Regions from separate parts of the Gossypium hirsutum genome. Here region 2 is linked to region 1. Evidence: chromatin contacts called from public Hi-C data. All regions are on one chromosome and are shown on one strand. Each heading gives the region's core, a stretch centred on a gene start, on an enhancer-like site or on the middle of the called end of the contact. The rest is flanking DNA. Distances are from core to core; before and after follow the strand shown.

The links. A called contact is a pair of places that touch in the nucleus more often than the background predicts.
Region 2: a Hi-C map of leaf shows a contact between it and region 1, with 2.5 times the contacts expected there. The contact joins two enhancer-like sites. A contact is called at or near these places in 2 of 34 Hi-C or Micro-C datasets (both in leaf).

Annotation. Positions count from the first base shown.
Region 1 is chrA04:28,624,954-28,629,470 of Gossypium_hirsutum_v2.1, reverse strand. No RefSeq gene overlaps it. Among protein-coding and RNA genes, the nearest start is that of LOC107949284, 27 kb to the right of the region's middle. Within about 2 kb of position 2,985, at least 4 of the 9 cell types and tissues checked have an H3K27ac peak or open chromatin away from gene starts, as enhancers often do. A contact at or near this core is called in leaf, where this site is marked.
Region 2 is chrA04:28,951,283-28,955,252 of Gossypium_hirsutum_v2.1, reverse strand. No RefSeq gene overlaps it. Among protein-coding and RNA genes, the nearest start is that of LOC107948244, 9.0 kb to the left of the region's middle. Within about 2 kb of position 1,647, at least 6 of the 9 cell types and tissues checked have an H3K27ac peak or open chromatin away from gene starts, as enhancers often do. A contact at or near this core is called in leaf, where this site is marked.

The DNA.
Region 1 (4,517 bases), core at 1,736-4,235:
AGAACCTCTTCTTTCTTAATCTATAATATCAAATTTAACTCATTCAACCATCACATTATTCAATTTAATCCCAAAAACACCTGATGGCAAAAATTATATTTTTGCCCCTAACTTTTCAACATTTTACATTTTAGTCCCTAGGCTCATAAAATAATTTTCATTCAATTTCATCACACGCAAGCCTAGACGAACCTATTCCTCGCTCATAACAGCCCACATTTTTCATTTATTTACATTTTTACACACATTTTACACCTTTTACAAATAGGTCCCTATTTGACATTTTCATCAAAAATCACTTGGTAAATGTTGTTTATCTAACACCCAACATGCATTAACATTAAAATACACAAATATTCAACAGGGTAAAATTTTATACTTTTATTTTCTCTCAAATTAGTCCTTGAAATAGCTAGATTAGGTTGAAACAACTTCAAAAACATAAAAATCATTAAAAACGGAACAAAGACGGACTTACAATTGAGCTTGGAAGCTTAAAAAAACCCTAGCTATGGTGACCCTTGAAATTCGGCTATGAGGGATGAAATTAGAAAGATGAACATCTTTAATTTTTTTATTTTATCTTTATTAACTAAATGACCAAAATGCCCTTAATGCCAAACTTTGAAATTTCACCTAACCATGTCCATTTTTGTCCAACTTAGAGTATAATGGTCTAATTACCATTTAAAGACCTCCAAATTTAAATTTTCATAGCAATTAGACACCTCTAGCTTCTAGAACACATATTTTGCACCTATTGCAATTTAGTCCTATTAGTCAAATTGGGCACCTATCTATAAGATTTCTTAACGAAATTTTCACACAATCATTCAATCAAACTGTAGACCTTAAGGTAATAATAAAATTAACATTTCTACTTCGGATTTGTAGTCTCAAAACCACTGTTTTGATTTGACACAAAAACAGGCTATTACACTCTATTTCGAATGCCCACACGACCTAAGGCACGTGCATGTCTCTTGGCTGTGTGAGTCACGCGGCCATGTGACCCCTGCAGCTTTGAAAATTTTCTATGTTTTTTGAAAAATTCTTTGAGGTTCCGATTTAGTCCCGACTTATTGCTAATGCATGTTTAGGGCCTAGAGGGCTCGTATAAGGGATAATAAGTATGTTTTAAATTGATTTTGACATGGATATGATTTGATATGACATGTTTGAAATTTATATCCGTTTGATTTGTAAACTCTGGTAATACTCTATAACCTTATTTTGGTTACGAGATCGGGTTAGGGGTGTTACAATCGAGGTATAATAGGGGAGCCAGTTGATGGTTGTTACGCGGCCACGAGCTCAATCTTTTCAAATACTCGAAAATGATGTCTTATAAATATCATACAAAAGTTTGATGGCATATTCATACGAAAAAACTCTAGGGCTTCCGCTATAATCAGTGTAATTTTTTTCTCTATTTCTAGGCAATTGGTACCTTTAACCTTCCTTCTTATTCGAAGGTCAGCACCATCATAGACATAAGAGGACTCTCAAGCAGGGAGCGACTGTTGTGGTGCAGTAAAGGTGATGATCCTTTTAGGGCGACGATGATTGTTGTTATTACACAACCCATTAATAACTACAACCCCATCGCGCTAACTCAAGTTTGACCTCTACTATGTCAGAACATCCACTCTCCAACTAAGAGCCATTTTGTTTCCACCTCGATGTCAGCCTTCGAACAAGAATGAAAGGTTAAAGATATCGACTGGTTGAAAATAAAGAAAAAAATTACGTTGATTACATCAGAAGTTCCCAGAGTTTTTCTATATGATTATGGCACCAATCTTATGTATGGTATATATAGGGCATTGTTTGCGGGTATCCAAAAAGCTTGAACTCCTGATAACGTAATGACTGTCAGCTAGCCCCCCGGTTATACTTGAACTCATGGCCGAATCACGATCGCCAATTGCGATCTCCACCTAGAGTTCGACCCCTGATCGTATCAAGCAGTATTACCCCAAAACTAGATTTCCCCACGATGGGTTTCTAAAGTGATGGTTCTATCCTGCCATGACATATGAAATGTATGTGTGCTCACATCCTCGACCCCTCAAAACTACCTAATAACTTTCGTCATTTCAGTCTAAAATCCTGAATACTTTCAAAATACCTTAAACCCTAACTCCAAAAAAATAAAAACTTTAACCCTAAAAAAACCCTAACCTTAGAGAGAAAGGGAAAGTGTGCCCAATTGGAAGTGTAGGCCTATTTCTCTAATTAAATTTAAAAACGACCTGAAGGCCTAATTAAAAAAATTGACCTGTACTCTTTATTTAGGCAAAAAAATATTTATAAAAGAATAATAAGAAATAAGAATAGAATGTGTACTAATAGCTTTGCTTTTATTTTCGTTCATACAATTTTTTTTAGAATTGCTACGGAGATAAGCAAATGTTATTTGGTATTTATAGTTAAATTCAAGATGTTGAAAATCAAAATAGTAAAAAAATATATATTATTTCATTTGCAAAATTAAAGGGAATAAAAAATGAATGATAGTCATAAATTTAATTTAATAATAATGGTGTAAGTATTTGATATATTAATAGTATATTTTTTAACTTTATAAATAGAGTTATAAATTTATCACATATTTTATTTTTATGTATAATATTTTTTAAAAATTTTATTACACTCTGTCATCATCCTATCACTTACCTATGAATTTTTTTTTTCATTTCAATTAAAAAACCAATGTCTTTGATGTAAGATGAAATTGTGTGTAATAAATAAAATAAAATAAAATAAAGTAACAATATTTTAGAAAGCATGGGAGGTGTGGAGGGCATGATAGCCGGCAGAGAGGATTTGTATATTTGTACTAAAATTTTGGAGACGGATTATAATGATAAAAAAATGTTGTAAATGTAAAGTGTAAGTAATGGCGGTTGGATGTAGACGTGAAGGGAGATGTGAGGGACAGAGTGGTTTGCGTCACTAAAAGGAGCACACGAGTCTCGTGCAGGCTGGGCCGCCCCACCCCTTCCTATATTTCTAATCAGCAAAAACCGTGTGAGGGTAGGCCCACTCCCTGACGTGTTTTCCTTTTTTATTAGAAAGAAATATTGGGTGGCTGAGTTAGATTTTACTTTCAGTTGTACCAACGTGGCTCTGATTTTCTTAACGCATAAACATGTTTTCTTTTTCTTTATACTTTTAATTCCAATTCATAGAAGTAATGAATGCAACCCATTTGTTGAGAGAAGCTTTAGTGGCCGAACCAGCTCGCAGGGCTATAATTTATAAAATATATAATAAATTTATATATTTTAATTTCTTAAAATTATAAAATTTAATTTAAATTTTAAAATATTAAAATTATATTTTTTATCATAAAAATATACAACTTAATTTCAAATTTCAAAAAATTTTCCCATAAATTATATATTTTTTATCATTAAAATTATATTTTAATTCTATTTGTTTTAATTATGAATTGAGAATAGGTGGCAAAGAGAAGTGCTTAGTGGTCATTTTGCATCCTTCCAAAACTAGAAAGATTTCTATAAACAATGATATGGATGAACATCTTTCTGATGGAAAACAAAATTTGAATGCAGCCCAATTACTAGCTACAGTAATGAAAAGTTTCAAAGTTTTTGGTAAAATAATTATTTCCATATAAAAATCATTTTCATTTTCTTTGAAATAAAAATAAGTGGCTTTCAATATTACCTATGACCACAATCACTAATTTTCGCTATACTTTGAGCAATAAACACCAATTTTTTGTGCATTCAAAACATAGAATATGAGATGATGTTCATTCAGCCAAAAAAAAAGGTACCTTTCAAGTTTTTACTCCAAATTATTGAATTTGGTTGGAGGGTGTTAATGATCATATCTACAGTTGCTGATTTAGGATTTTTCCAATCCAATCTTATCAGTGTTTTGTCAAATTGATTAGAATTAGATAAATAATTAATGGTGTCGTGGATATTACATAGCAAGTCACGAGTATTCAGACACTATTTTATTTTATGTTTGTTGTTACAATTGGGCATAACAGTAAAAATATTTGGTGAAATTTGTTTTATTTTGTAATTATATTTTATTATTCTATGGACAGGGCGGCCCATCCCCTCAAATAAAAAATTTTCTATTTAATTTTTAAAAAATTTTTAAATTAGTAAAAATAAAATTACTTTAATCACCTTTAAAAATAATAAAAAATTTATTTTAATTCTTTAAAATTATAAAAATATAAGCTATTAAAATAGTGAAATTGTATTTTTACTATCGTAAAATTTACAATTTAATTTGGATCCCCATAAAATAAAATTCTGATTTTGCCCATGTCTATGGATTTAGTTATGCACAACTATCACAATATGTTATCCGAATATACTATTTTATCTGAAACAATACGAAGGTACCATTATATGTTACTAGAGATGATCATGGGCTAGCCCGGGCCAATCTCGGGTTAGGTCCAAGTAAAAATTTAGGCCCGTTTGCTATGCCTAAGCCCGGCTCGACCCGAAAAATGGATCTAA
Region 2 (3,970 bases), core at 398-2,897, 330 kb before region 1:
TGTTGAAAATGCATCAATTAGGTCCGTGGTTTCTATAGTTTATTATAATGTGGTCATAGGCAATGAGTAAATTTTCTAATGCTAATGTGATATTATCATACATTATATAAAAATTTAAGTCTAGACTAGAATGGACCTAGACAAAAAAGAAATCTAAATTCATTTAAAGAATATATAAAAAAACTTAAAAAATATAAAAAAAATTAAAAATTCTATATAATCTTAAACCTTAAAATCCACAAAACCCTAACTTTACTTAAAAAAACTAAAATCCTAACCTTATAAAAATGACAAGAAGAAAAACGTTACTAATTAGAAGCGTTTTTCTGCAATATGTTAAAAACTCTTCCAGCTGGAAGCGTTTTCCTACAAATCAGTTAGCTGGAAGCGTTTTTGTTATTTCAGCCTAATCTAATAAATATTTTTAAAAATAATAATTTTTAAGAAACTCAGTGTAAAAATAATAATTAAACGCATGTGTGGGTATTCACTTTCATTTATTTTGTAACTAGTGTGGTTGAGTGCGATGTACGTATTTATAGTATTATAATTAAAATATATTAATTTTTAAATTAACGGATATACAAACAATATAAATAAAGAATTAAAATAAAGTAATAGATAAACAATATATTAAAAATAATATATGCGATATTTAAATAAAAAAAATTATATATTGAAAAATTTATATACCTTTTATGTACAGGTCTTTATCGTTGACACTATATAAATTAAGCCTCACATATTAATAGTTCCTTTATAAAAAGTTATGAAAATATAAATTAATTGTATCTAACTTGTCGTATTCATCATTTTATATTTTTAAACGTTAGTTAATTTGATGTGATTATTGTCTTCAATATACACATGATTATTGATTGTTTTATTCTTAGAGTAAATTATACAAATATTCATTTAATTATAAAAAAATTAATTTAAACACCCAAAATAAAAAAAAAATTTAAGCACTTACTATTGTGGTAGTTAACAAAATCCATATAATAATAAATTTAACTATCAAGTTTTACACTTATATCAATTAGTCATAATTTTTAAAAATTAATTTGATCCTAATTCTAAAAAATTAAAAGAAATATATAAAAAATACATAAATATCTAAAAAAAATATAATAATAAATTTAAATTTTATATCAATATTTATATTAATATTAAATAAATATAATTATAATAATATTAAATAAAATAAAAATCCGCCCTACTTCCCTCTCTCCCCGCTATAGTCCCTCCCCCTCTCCCTCTCTGCTGCTGCTGCTGTTGAATCTTCAGCAACTTTCTCAAACGTCTCATTTGCTGCAAGAAAACAAACACGATTTAATTACCATACAATACCCAAATTCCTTCATATCTTAAAAAGCCCAAGAAAAAAAAATCAATTCAAGCCTTACATATAACAAAAGGCAGATTCCCTGGTGACATGCTCCTCTTCATCACCACTTTTCGCTTTTCACTAGGGTTCTTCTCCATTGATGCCATCCGCTACTGTTTTTGTTGCAAATGCAAAAACAAAAGAGTTAAGTTGCATGTGTCTTGTAAGCATCAAATATAATCGTCTTGGCTGCCTAATTTTCGTCTTATGCTATTCGATATCAAGCGACTCTACCGCCTCTAGTAATTTTCGTCGTATTTCAGCAGCAGCAACAATAGAGAGGGAGAGGGACAGTGGTGGGGCAGGGGGAGGGATGATGGAGGGAGGTAGGGGAATTTTTAATTTTATTTAGTATTAATAAAATTGTATTCATTTAATATTAATATAAAATTTAAATTTATTATTATATTTTTTGAAAATATTTATTTTTATATATTTCTTTGAATTATTTAAAATTAGAGTCAAATTGAGATTATTTGTAAAATTTGAGAGTTATTTTTTAGAAATAATAATTAAATTGATATAATATGTAAAAGTTGAAAACTAAAATTATTATTATTCTAATTTTTTAACTTTTACATCTATTGTGATTTTAACAAGAGTGATCAAAATGATCAAATTATATAACATGAGTGCTTAAAATTTTATTTTTGGTGCTTAAAATGAAATTTTTTGATAATTTGATAACTTATTTTTATGATATATTTTCATAAATAATATTAATAAATTATAATAAAGTCAATTTTAATATGACATAAGTAATGGTAAATAAATTTTAAATTTGTATGACGTTATGCGGCATGTGTGTTGAGTTAGATATTTATTAAGTGATTAGCGAGGAGATAAACTACAAGATAAAAGAAAAGAAAATAAAGAAAAAGATAGGGTGAGGATGTAGGGCAGGTATCATGAAAACAACTCGCCACCTAAAATCTCAATTTAGGCTTTTTTTACCCATATAATATGAAATAAAACAAAAATTTCGAAAATGGTATCCTACCACCATTAATTATGGAAATGGGTTGTTTGGGGTGGTGGAGGGTGGTGTGGAGGCAGCATCACCCCTATTTTTTGACAACTATCAGCGACAGTTAAAAAAAATAATTTTTTAATGGTGGAAGGTTCTTCATTAGCGGCACCAAAATGATATATATGGGTGTATACAAGTGTCACAATAGGTGAAAATGGGGTCAAAATACAAAAGGGATCTGTTATGGTGAAGCCTTGTTGTTAGGCAGCACCACTTTGGTGAAGCCTCTCTAATAGGCGGCATCACTCTAGTGAAGCCTTCTTGACAGGTGGTACCAGTGTCAATCTTAGACGCCTAGTCTAATCGGTGCAGGGGAGCTGACTTGATGGGACTTTAGGGGATGGTCACGAGAAGGTTTGGGATTAGGGGACCTTATAACCATGGTCCCCAGTTTGGTGATAAAGAAAAAGAGAGGGAGATTTTGTTTGTTAAAAAAAAAAGAGCAGTAGAGAAGAGAAGGAGAATGGGAAGAAAGTAAAATAGAAAAAAAAGATTAGTATAGAAGATAGAAGAGAAAGAAAGAAGAAGGAAAGGAGAAGGAAAAAGAAAAGAAAAACACATAGATTAGTGTGGAGAATAGAGAAGAGGAAAGAGAAGGTATGTGTGTTTGTTTGTTTTAAAAAAAATAGTGGGGATTAGGGAATAGATTTTTGTTTTAGGATTTTGAAGGGAGTATTGAAATAATTTATTTTAAAGGTATTTTGTTAGTAATAATTATAAATGATTTGTTTAGTTTAGTGCTTATTGTGATTTAGTGTCTATTGTGATTTGTTCAGTATGAATTTAATTTTTTTATTTATTTTACAAATATTTTTGATTTATTGAGATTTTGATTTTTTTTTATTTCTGTAAGGTATTTTTGTAAGAAATATAGGTTGTTTGAAAGAAACTCAACAGGTATGTTTTTGTTTTCTTTTTTGATTCGAATGTTTTTTTTTACATTTACATTTATTATGTTTAGATAGTTTATGCTTTTTAACATATTTGTTTTTGTTTGTTATGTAGGTGAGACCATTGAGTTGAAATTTATGAGATATTTTTATTTTGTTATTTCCTGAACTAGAATAAATAAGTTTATTATATATTGTAATAGTATGGCCAAAAATGTGATGAGGACAAAGCTGTTTAGTATTTTTGTAATGATATTATTTTACTATATTTATTTTATTATATTTATGTGTTTTGATAATTATTTAAAGTGGACCACCTTAGAAATTAATTATCGAAATGTGTTATTCACAACTTTGTGTTGGGGTGTCTCATTTCTGTATTTTAATAATGTTTTTCCTATTAGTGAGATAAAAATGCCAAAATACAAATTAATTACTGAAATGTGTTTTTTGCAACAAACTAATTGAACTAATGTTTTTTTGAAATTGCAGATATCTAAATGGATTCTTTGATTAATGATGATAATCACATATAAAAAATGGTTAATGTGATAGTAATAAAATTGTTATTTGTTACTCATGGGTCCCTTATAAAAAGTTCAAAGTCATTTATGGAAGTAATTTAGGTTATATTAACTAATTGGTAATTTAATGTTGTTAGAG